Regions from separate parts of the Pan troglodytes genome. Here region 1 is linked to region 2. Evidence: chromatin contacts called from public Hi-C data. All regions are on one chromosome and are shown on one strand. Each heading gives the region's core, a stretch centred on a gene start, on an enhancer-like site or on the middle of the called end of the contact. The rest is flanking DNA. Distances are from core to core; before and after follow the strand shown.

Region 1 (5,910 bases), core at 2,697-5,196, 150 kb after region 2:
AGGAGAGAGCTTAGAGGACTCTGGAGAACAAAGTCCATCTCCACTAACTTCACAGGTTCTGCCACCAGGGTGAGGGTGAGGGGCAAGTCTTTGTTCCCAACTAGTTCCGGGCAGGCTGAGAGCCAGAATGACCACCAGGAGCAGCCAGCCCCACAGGCGAGCAATGAGGGCCTGCTTTAGCTACAGTGGGGCTCCTGAGTGGGAGGGGTACGTACATGCGCTGTATTAAGCTCAGAGCCCTCTGAAACCCCCTTCTCACCGGTCACCTTCCCCACTCTAGCAACGGCTAACAGAGGAGCTGCAGACAGTGGAGAATGGTTACCATGACAACCCAACACTGGAAGTGATGGAGACCTCTTCTGAGATGCAGGAGAAGAAGGTGGTCAGCCTCAACGGGGAGCTGGGGGACAGCTGGATCGTCCCTCTGGACAACCTGACCAAGGACGACCTGGATGAGGAGGAAGACACACACCTCTAGTCCGGTCTGCCGGTGGCCTCCAGCAGCACCACAGAGCTCCAGACCGACCACCCCAAGTGCCGTTTGGACGGGGAAGGGAAAGACTGGGGAGGGAGAGTGAACTCCGAGGGGTGTCCCCTCCCAATCCCCCCAGGGCCTTAATTTTTCCCTTTTCAACCTGAACAAATCACATTCTGTCCAGATTCCTCTTGTAAAATAACCCACTAGTGCCTGAGCTCAGTGCTGCTGGATGATGAGGGAGATCAAGAAAAAGCCACGTAAGGGACTTTATAGATGAACTAGTGGAATCCCTTCATTCTGCAGTGAGATTGCCGAGACCTGAAGAGGGTAAGTGACTTGCCCAAGGTCAGAGCCACTTGGTGACAGAGCCAGGATGAGAACAAAGATTCCATTTGCACCATGCCACACTGCTGTGTTCACATGTGCCTTCCGTCCAGAGCAGTCCCGGGCAGGGGTGAAACTCCAGCAGGTGGCTGGGCTGGAAAGGAGGGCAGGGCTACATCCTGGCTCGGTGGGATCTGACAACCTGAAAGTCCAGCTCCCAAGTTTTCCTTCTCCTACCCCAGCCTCGTGTACCCATCTTCCCACCCTCTGTGTTCTTACCCCTCCCTACACTCATTGTTTGTTCCCACTTACTCTGTCCTGGGGCCTCTGGGATTAGCATAGGTTATTCATAACCTTGAACCCCTTGTTCTGGATTCGGATTTTCTCACATTTGCTTCGTGAGATGGGGGCTTAACCCACACAGGTCTCCGTGCGTGAACCAGGTCTGCTTAGGGGACCTGCGTGCAGGTGAGGAGAGAAGGGGACACTCGAGTCCAGGCTGGTATCTCAGGGCAGCTGATGAGGGGTCAGCAGGAACACTGGCCCATTGCCCCCGGCACTCCTTGCGGAGGCCACCCACGATCTTTGGGCTTCCATTTCCACCAGGGACTAAAATCTGCTGTAGCTAGTGACAGCAGCGTGTTCCTTTTGTTGTTCACTGCTCAGCTGATGGGAGTGATTCCGAGACCCAGTATGAAAGAGCAGTGGCTGCAGGAGAGGCCTTCCCAGGGCCCCCCGTCAGCGATGTGTCTTCAGAGACAATCCATTAAAGCAGCCAGGAAGGACAGGCTTTCCCCTGTATGTCATAGGAAACTCAGGGACATTTCAAGTTGCTGAGAGTTTTGTTATAGTTGTTTTCTAACCCAGCCCTCCACTGCCAAAGGCCAAAAGCTCAGACAGTTGCAGACGTCCAGTTAGCTCATCTCACTCACTCTGATTCTCCTGTGCCACAGGAAAAGAGGGCCTGGAAAGCGCAGTGCATGCTGGGTGCATGAAGGGCAGCCTGGGGGACAGACTGTTGTGGGAACGTCCCACTGTCCTGGCCTGGAGCTAGGCCTTGCTGTTCCTCTTCTCTGTGAGCCTAGTGGGGCTGCTGCGGTTCTCTTGCAGTTTCTGGTGGCATCTCAGGGGAACACAAAGCTATGTCTATTCCCCAATATAGGACTTTTATGGGCTCAGCAGTTAGCTGCCATGTAGAAGGCTCCTAAGCAGTGGGCATGGTGAGGTTTCATCTGATTGAGAAGGGGGAATCCTGTGTGGAATGTTGAACTTTCGCCATGGTCTCCATCCTTCTGGGCGTAAATTCCCTGGGATCAAGTAGGAAAATGGGCAGAACTGCTTAGGGGAATGAAATTGCCATTTTTCGGGTGAAACGCCACACCTCCAGGGTCTTAAGAGTCAGGCTCCGGCTGTAGTAGCTCTGATGAAATAGGCTATCCACTCGGGATGGCTTACTTTTTAAAAGGGTAGGGGGAGGGGCTGGGGAAGATCTGTCCTGCACCATCTGCCTAATTCCTTCCTCACAGTCTGTAGCCATCTGATATCCTAGGGGAAAAGGAAGGCCAAGGGTTCACATAGGGCCCCAGCGAGTTTCCCAGGAGTTAGAGGGATGCGAGGCTAACAAGTTCCAAAAACATCTGCCCCGATGCTCTAGTGTTTGGAGGTGGGCAGGATGGAGAACAGTGCCTGTTTGGGGGAAAACAGGAAATCTTGTTAGGCTTGAGTGAGGTGTTTGCTTCCTTCTTGCCCAGCGCTGGGTTCTCTCCACCCAGTAGGTTTTCTGTTGTGGTCCCGTGGGAGAGGCCAGACTGGATTATTCCTCCTTTACTGATCCTGGGTCCACTTCACCAGCCAGGGCTTTTGACGGAGACAGCAAATAGGCCTCTGCAAATCAATCAAAGGCTGCAACCCTATGGCCTCTTGGAGACAGATGATGACTGGCAAGGACTCGAGAGCAGGAGTGCCTGGCCAGGTCGGTCCTGACTCTCCTGACTCTCCATCACTCTGTCCAAGGAGAACCCGGAGAGGCTTTGGGCTGATTCAGAGGTTACTGCTTTATATTCGTCCAAACTGTGTTAGTCTAGGCTTAGGACAGCTTCAGAATCTGACACCTTGCCTTGCTCTTGCCACCAGGACACCTATGTCAACAGGCCAAACAGCCATGCATCTATAAAGGTCATCATCTTCTGCCACCTTTACTTTGTTCTAAATGCTCTCTGATAATTCAGAGAGCATTGGGTCTGGGAAGAGGTAAGAGGAACACTAGAAGCTCAGCATGACTTAAACAGGTTGTAGCAAAGACAGTTTATCAACTCTTTCAGTGGTAAACTGTGGTTTCCCCAAGCTGCACAGGAGGCCAGAAACCACAAGTATGATGACTGGGAAGCCTACTGTCATGAGAGTGGGGAGACAGGCAGCAATGCTTATGAAGGAGGTACAGAATATTCTTTGCGTTGTAAGACAGAATACGGGTTTAATCTAGTCTAGGCACCAGATTTTTTTCCCGCTTGATAAGGAAAGCTAGCAGAAAGTTTATTTAAACCACTTCTTGAGCTTTATGTTTTTTGACAATATACTGGAGAAACTTTGAAGAACAAGTTCAAACTGATGATACATATACATATATTTTTTTGATAATGTAAATATAGTGACCATGTTAATCTACCCTGCACTGCTTTAAGTGAACATACTTTGAAAAAGCATTATGTTAGCTGAGTGATGGCCAAGTTTTTTCTCTGGACAGGAATGTAAATGTCTTACTGGAAATGACAAGTTTTTGCTTGATTTTTTTTTTAAACAAAAAATGAAATATAACAAGACAAACTTATGATAAAGTATTTGTCTTGTAGATCAGGTGTTTTTTTTTTTTTTTAATTTTAAAATGCAACCCTGCCCCCTCCCCAGCAAAGTCACAGCTCCATTTCAGTAAAGGTTGGAGTCAATATGCTCTGGTTGGCAGGCAACCCTGTAGTCATGGAGAAAGGTATTTCAAGATCTAGTCCAATCTTTTTCTAGAGAAAAAGATAATCTGAAGCTCACAAAGATGAAGTGACTTCCTCAAAATCACATGGTTCAGGACAGAAACAAGATTAAAACCTGGATCCACAGACTGTGCGCCTCAGAAGGAATAATCGGTAAATTAAGAATTGCTACTCGAAGGTGCCAGAATGACACAAAGGACAGAATTCCTTTCCCAGTTGTTACCCTAGCAAGGCTAGGGAGGGCATGAACACAAACATAAGAACTGGTCTTCTACACTTTCTCTGAATCATTTAGGTTTAAGATGTAAGTGAACAATTCTTTCTGCCAAGAAACAAAGTTTTGGATGAGCTTTTATGTATGGAACTTACTTACTCCAACAGGACTGAGGGACCAAGGAAACATGATGGGGGAGGCAGAGAGGGCAAGAGTAAAACTGTAGCATAGCTTTTGTCACGGTCACTAGCTGATCCCTCAGGTCTGCTGCAAACACAGCATGGAGGACACAGATGACTCTTTGGTGTTGGTCTTTTTGTCTGCAGTGAATGTTCAACAGTTTGCCCAGGAACTGGGGGATCATATATGTCTTAGTGGACAGGGGTCTGAAGTACACTGGAATTTACTGAGAAACTTGTTTGTAAAAACTATAGTTAATAATTATTGCATTTTCTTACAAAAATATATTTTGGAAAATTGTATACTGTCAATTAAAGTGTTTTTGTGTAAACTGGTTCAAGCTCTAGTAGTTTGCTCGGACTTAAAGCCTTCACTTGTGTATGAGGCTCATCGCCAAAGTGCCTGAGAATGTCGGCTCACACCCGTAGCACAGGAGCCTCCGTGCTGAGTTACACTTGTCCAACTCTGCAGGCAAAGAAATTAGGCAAGAGAAGGAGAGAAACCGGAAGAAAAAAAAGGGGGGATCCTAAAGGTGGTTATGAGTCTTTATGTTACTCAAGCTATCCTAGTGACTCTAAAGAACCTCACTTTCCCCTAAGATGACGTTGTATGTTTCGCTGTCTTCCTTCCCTCTACTTCTGCCTCAGATACATTGTGAATCACCACTATCAGAAATCCCCAAGAGGGCTGCTGAACATTGATCAGGTATGAAAACACTGGCAAAGAGACAAAATATATATATATGTGTGTGTGTGTGTGTATGTATACATACATATGTGTGTGTGTGTGTGTATATATATATATATATATATATATGTAAAAACAAAGAAGCTCTGTTCTGGCCCTGTTTCTGCCATAAAAGGATCTGTTTACTGCCACAAGAGGCTTCTGCCTATCCCTCCCTCCAGGTCTGCAGTGAAGATAGATAGCGGTTTAAGGAAGGAATCACTGGAGATGATTCTTTCTTCATCTCCTAGTGTGGTATTATCCACAGCTGCATGCTTCTTCATCGGAAGGGGAAAACTTCATCATTCCCAACTTGCAGAAGGGAAACTGTCAGGTAGAATTGGTCCATAATCTTAGTTGCTAGACAACAATCTTGTCTACTTGCCTAGCATCTTACCATTTACAAACCATTTTATAGGAAACCTATAGGTTTACAAACCTATCTTATAGGAATTGTCCCCACTCGGGAAATTAGATGCAGGAGTTAAGTATTCTCTTTGAGATTGATCACACAACCATTTAAATGGCAGCATGGGCCTTGATTCTCTTTTTGCTCTTTAGTCCTACACTCTTTTCTCAGTATCACGTTAATGCCAGAGTTCCAACAACAGCAAAATACATTTCTAGAATGCAACTACTGTTACAACATGATTTTCCTTCCATGAAAGTTGTGAAAAGCAGTTAAACTCTGAAGAGAGGTCTAGAGTTGGGCCCGGGTAATTTTGAGGTTAGCTTCGAGAGGGTGCCAAGGATACAGAAAGGAGTCCAAGTACAAGGAACTCACACAGGACCCTGGCCATGGTCGAGGTGCACTGTTCTAAGAGTGACCCACAGCTTATCGTGGGCCACAAGTTAGACCTAAGATCCCATTCTCTTTCTGAGTAGGTCATTCACCCTGATCCCTGCCTGCCAACCAAGACACACGCTCAGTTGTCAATTTAAATGCGTTATGCTCATTTGTCACTCAGAACCTTCCCTATAAGCTCCCTCCCAAATCACAGATTTCT
Region 2 (6,244 bases), core at 289-2,788:
CTTTGTATCCCAAGTCAGTCTTGCTGGTGACATTGGCCTGTTTAGGTGAATAAGCAGCTTTTTCTGTGATCCAGTCAAGCCAGGCCAGTCAGATCAAGGAGCTGTGACCATCAACTCCAAGAGAACACAGAAGCCTCAGCCCACCCCGCTGTATTTCCGCCAGGTGCAGGCAGCAGGAACCCAAGAAAAGAAAGACATCATGGCAATGTCATTAAACCCTCACTTACTTTGTGCCAGACAGCGAAGCTGCCACTGGCAGGCCGCACTCTCTCTGTGGAGGCCACTGCTGCCTGGTGGGAGCCCACAGCACAGAGCATGGGGCCCTGGCCTCCTAGGTCCAGGCCAATCAGCAGAGGTGCCTGGCTGCTCTAAGAGCCCCTCTTCCCCAGGCAGCACCAGCCTGTCGCCTTGAAATCCCCTGCCCTGTCTCCACTCTCCTATCCCAGTCATGTTCTAGAAAAGGGGCTACACACCTGGCTTCCAGGAGCTTCATAGACCGACTGCATCAGAATCTCAGAGCATCAGAATGTGAGTTTCACACAGATGAGTCTGAAAAGACCGGTGTGTGTATTCCTGAAACACTAACTCTTAAAGGCCCCCATGTCAGACGCTTTGGGGACAACAGCCTTGGCTCAGGTGAAGCCCCCTGATGCAGGCTTGTTGCATTTATCTTGATGTGGCCTCTTAGCTGTAGTCAGGACCCTGGAGGGCAGGATGTGTTTGTTCATCTTTTTTGTCCCCAGTATGTAGCACAGTGCCAGGCGCGTGCTGCGGATTTAATGAATACTTGTTACATCAGTAACCAAATGTACAAATGAATGAAGGAATCATTGCGCACTTAGGGCAGAGCTATCAGCCCAGGCAGCTCTGTCTAAAGGACCAGGGCCTGCTCTTTAGGGAGAAGGGATCAGTAGTTAAAACCAGAACAATACCTGGACAGCACATCTGCAATTACTCACAGCATTTGCTTTAATTGCTTAGTAAATCCACACAATGTAACTTTATGCATCTCAAATAATTCCCTTGTTTGTTTTGAAAATCCTTAATAGAAAATACACAGCAGGTGGGTGTTACGTGGAGTAGAAATGCCTGACTGCTGACACCTGGCCACCTTTCCCGTAAACTGGCAGGGACGGAACCTGTGCTGGGATCCTGGAGGGGCTGCTCCACAATAGCCACCTGATTCTGAGGGGGTTGCAAGCTCATCCTGTACCTCTCCTGTCATGCCTGAGGAGCCTGTGAGCTGCCACATCCTGTCACAGCCCCCTCCTCAGCCATGTCATCCTCACGACCGCCCTGGGAGGCAGGCAACCTTGGAGACTTCACTCCCATTCACGCTGAGACGTTTGGGGAAACCTGAAATCCGACCCCCTTGGTACAGAGGTGAGAGAAGGAGGTAGAGGCAAGACGCTGAGGAGAAGAGACACAAGCAGAGAGGGGGACAAGGACCTATTCTTAAAGGAGGATGCGCCCAAGCCACGGCCGTGGTGAGACGCCCGGTTGCCCTTCCACTCTCGGCCACCAGGTGGCGGGCACAGGCCAACTAAGCCAGGCAGGGCTCAGGAGCAGCTGCCCAAAGGGCGGCCCAGGCAGAGGCAGCACTGCCAAGGTGGGAACATGCCCAGGAGGACACCGCACAACACACACCACACACACCCCTACAACACACACCCTACATCACACCCACAACACAGCACACACACCACACACACCCACAACACAACACACACAACACATCCCAACACACACACTACACAACATACATACCCCCAACACAACCCAACACACACCACACATATACACCCCAACACACTACATACACCCCTACAACACACATCCCACAACACACCCACAACACAGCACACAGACCCACAACACAAAACAAACACACCACACACACCCACAACATACACAACATGCCACACACCCACAACACACAATGCATCCCAACATCCACTACACAACACACATACCCACAATACAACCCAACACACACCACACATATACACCCCAACACACACCACAAACGCCCCTACAACACATACCCCACAACACAATGTACCACATACCACACAAGGCACGCCACACACACCCCAACACACAACACACACACCCCTATAATACACACCCACAACACAACACAAAACATACCACACACACCCACAAAACACACAATGTATCCCAACATCAGCTACACACACATACCCACAACACAACCCAACACACACCACAAACACCCCTATGACACACACCCCACAACACAATGCACCACATATCACATAACACACACCACACATACACACCCCAATACACACCCCTACAACACACACCCCTACAACACAATTTACCACACAACTCACCACACATCCATACAACACATACCCCACAACACACACACAGAGTACAACATACCACACAACACACATCACACACCCAACACGACACACAATGGACAACTCACCACACATACCCACACAACATAACACACAACACACATATCCCTACAACACACACCCACAATACAATGTACCAGACAACACACAACACACGCAACATACACACAACACATAATGCAACACATAAACCCTACACACACGTCACACAACACACACACCACAAATACACACCCCCACAACACATACCACTACAACACATACCACTACAACACACACACATCACACCACACACACAACACACAGCATACACACCCTACATATACAATACAGCACCCACACACCACAGCACACACAACATACACCACAACAAACACATACAGCACACACAAAACACATCACACACACACACACCCCACACATGCAGCAACTGCTCACTATCCCTCCACTTTGGGAGATGCTGGATTCTTCTGCCCCACTCCACACCCTGCTTATTCAGCCTCCAACCCCAAATGACCCCCCACAGCACTCCTCCCCTTTGTCTCCTGGTATCTACAAATTCCAAAGTGCCCTTCATCATCTTTTCCCGAACACGCCTGCCCAGGCCTTTCCCTCCCACTGTCCCCCCGCCTCCACCGTCCACTCCTCATGAGGGAAAAATAAAACCTCCCCACAGCGAAACACTTTCTGCTTCGCCAGGAGTTTTCCCACCTGCTTTCCTTTTGACCGTCTCAACCATCCTAGGAGGAAATTATGAGGACTGCCATTAGATGACTCAGAAAGCAGAGTCTGGGAGGCTGAGCTCCTTGCCCGTCCAGATGGGAGGACAGAGGCCAGCCTTCAGATCCCAGGGTGCACCTCTGCGACCCCCACATCCCACAGCCACACCCTGCGTTCCACTCTACTCCCTCTCCAGACACACACCTGTCACTGCAAAGAAGCCCAGGTGTGATGGGAGGGACAGGTGAGGGGAATCGAGAGTCACTCCCCAGATGAGGCAGAGAGCCCCATTCCACAAGGCTCCATCTGCTTTTCCAGAAGTCTCTGCCCTGGAAAAGAGGCACTCACAACCAGAGCTGAATTCTCTAGGGCTGAATTCTCAGTCTTCTCTGCACAAAAGCAAAGAAGACTGAGAAAGTCACTTGCAACTTAGTGAATGGTCGTTTCTGCTGGAATTTGTCCCATGTGTTTATGACTCAGCACAGGGGCTCCAGGGACAAAGTTTCTCAACACCCTGGCCACACGAAATGGGAGCTAGGTCTCTGTGGGACTGAGGCCCCCTCCCCCCCTCCACAATTCCCAGCTTCAAGTTGTTTTAAGTACAGCAGAGGGAACCAATCCTCCTTTTGGAGGCAAGAGGCATCTGCATAAGCCCTGCCTGGATGTCATTTCTTCACCTGCATCCATAGCACCTTCAGGTGGCTCCTGTAGGGATGTTAAGAAGCAGTAATTAAGGCTGGGCGCCGTGGCTCACACCTGTAATCCCAGCACTTTGGGAGGCCGAGGCAGGAAGGATCACGAGGTCAGGAGTTTGAGACCAGCCTGGCCAACATGGTGAAAACCTGTCTCTACTAAAGATACAAAAAATTAGCTGGGCATGGTGGCACGCACTTGTAATCCCAGCTACTCGGGATGCTGGGGCAGTAGAATCGCTTGAACCTGGGAGGCGGAGGTTGCAGTGAGCCGAGATCATGCCACTGCACTCCAGCCTGGGCGACAGGGCGAGACTCCGCCTCAAAACAAAAAAAAACAAAAAAAAAAAGCAGTAATTAGGACTGAACACCTAAGACAAGGGACAGGCAGAGGGTGGGGACAATTAACTCAGACACAGTGCAGGTCCTGGGGCTCAGGCCTCTTTCAGGTCAAACTCTGTTTTCAGCCCCCGGGGGCCTTCTTGACTTCCCACACGGAGCCCCTTACAGCCCTGAACCCACTTTAGGGTGGCTTTCAGACCTTGGGGTGTGGACACCTGCTCCTGGCCTTGGGGAGGCTTCTCTCAGGCTCAGCCTCCTGCCCAGAGCTAGGACTTAGGTGAGTCAAGTGAGCACCCAGGGCACAGATGTGCAGGGTGCTTCCTCTCGGGGCAGGTACTACGGCCTGAGCACCTCGCTGCCTCCTGCTAGCCCTGCTCCAAGCTACCCTTTCCCCTCCCATCCCTTCTTCCACCTCACACATCCATTTCTTCATCCCAAACATGGAGATCACAAATCTCACACAGTGGGTGTGATGCCCAAATGAAATGTCACCATTTCAAAAATGCAGGAATGTTTGTTCATTTTTCTTATTTCTATCTTTTGAAATGCTTCTCAAAGCAGTAGAGGTTCCTAGCTGAATCCTTCATTCAGAACGTGTAAACATGGCCAAGGAATGAGGGCTTTTTCTGGTGGAACAACCGTGTTCTTGGGGGTCAGGGAGGCAGGAGGAACAAAGACCTTTTCCACCTGCAATGGAGGTTCCCGAAAGTGTGAGAACTTCCTAAAGACCGTTACCTAAGACGTTAAAACAGTCCCTGGAGTTCAGTGGGTGTGCAATAATGGCCAGTAACAGCATAGTCCGAATCCAGGCTGGACACATCACACAACAGATGTGAGGTACCCCATGCTAAGATAATGTGGCGTAAGAAACTGTGATCTCTGCCAGGCGCGGTGGCTCACGCCTGTAATCCCAGCACTTTGGGAGTCCAAGGCAGGTGGATCACCTGAGGTCAGGAGTTCAAGACCAGCCTGGCCAGCATGGTGAAACCCTGTCTCTACTAAAAATACAAAAATTATCCGGGCATGATGGCGTGTGCTTGTAATCCCAGCTACTTGGGAAGCTGAGGCAGGAGAATCGCTTGAACCTGAGAGGTGGAGGTTGCAGTGAGCCAACATTGCGCCCAAAAAAAAAAGAAAGAAAATGTTTTCTTTCCACACAACAGAACTTGATGCAGCTATGGAAAGGAAGGAAACCTGCTACCTGCCACAACACAGAAGAACCTTGAGGTGAAGTGAATGATTACACATATGTCCATGAAAAGATTCCCCTTGCTTAAGGGATCTAAAGAACTCAACCTCACAGCAACAGAAAGTAGGATGGTGGTTGCCAGGGGCTGTGAGGAAGGGAAATGGGGAGTTGTTCTTTAATGGGTACCATTTTAGCTTTGCAAGATGAAAAGTTCTGGAGATTTGTTGTATAACAATGTAGATATACTAACACTACTGAACTGCACATGTGAAAATGGTTAGGAGAGTAAATTTTATGTTACGTGGTTTTTTACTACAATTAAAAATAAATGAGGGCCTGGCGCGGTGGCTCACACCTGTAATCCCAGCACTTTGGGAGGCTGAGGCAGGTGGATCACATTGTCAGGAGTTTGAGACCAGCCTGGCCAATATGGTGAAACCCTGTCTCTACTAAAAATACAAAAATTAGCCAGGCATGGTGGTGGGAGCCTGTAGTCCCAGCTACTCGGGAGGCTGAGGCAGAAGAATCGCTTGAACCCGGGAGGCAGAGGTTGCAGTGAGCCGAGATCGCGCCATTTTTTGCACTTCAGCCTGGGTGTCAAAGAGAGACTCCGTCACAAAAAAAAAAAAAAAAAAAAAAAAAAAGTCCAGGTGTGGTGGCTCATGCCTATAATGCTAGTACTTTGAGAGGCTGAGGTAGGTGGATGGCTTGAGCCCAGGAGTTCAAGACCAGCCTGGGCTACATAGGGAGGCCCCCTCCCCCACTCCCATCCCTACAAAATATTTAAAATTAGCCAGGTATGGTGGCATGTGCCTGTAGTTCCAGCTACTCAGGAAGCCCAGGGAGTCGAGGCTGCAGGGAGCCATGATGATGCCCCTGCACTTTAGCCTGGGTGACAGGAGACTGCC

What was found. Hi-C and Micro-C count contacts between places; a contact is called where the count stands out from the background.
Region 1: a Hi-C map of stem cell-derived neural progenitor cells shows a contact between it and region 2, with 8 times the contacts expected there. The contact joins two enhancer-like sites. A contact is called at or near these places in 3 of 7 Hi-C or Micro-C datasets (blood, induced pluripotent stem cells and stem cell-derived neural progenitor cells).

What each region holds. Positions count from the first base shown.
Region 1 is chr6:146,866,092-146,872,001 of NHGRI_mPanTro3-v2.0_pri, reverse strand. PODXL (podocalyxin like) reads left to right here. Exons shown (of 8, transcript XM_527978.9): 8 at 281-4,508. The coding sequence ends at 478. Among named protein-coding and RNA genes, the nearest start is that of PODXL, 55 kb to the left of the region's middle. Within about 2 kb of position 3,946, at least 2 of the 24 cell types and tissues checked have an H3K27ac peak or open chromatin away from gene starts, as enhancers often do. A contact at or near this core is called in stem cell-derived neural progenitor cells, where this site is marked.
Region 2 is chr6:147,016,230-147,022,473 of NHGRI_mPanTro3-v2.0_pri, reverse strand. No RefSeq gene overlaps it. Among named protein-coding and RNA genes, the nearest start is that of PODXL, 96 kb to the right of the region's middle. Within about 2 kb of position 1,538, at least 7 of the 24 cell types and tissues checked have an H3K27ac peak or open chromatin away from gene starts, as enhancers often do. A contact at or near this core is called in stem cell-derived neural progenitor cells, where this site is marked.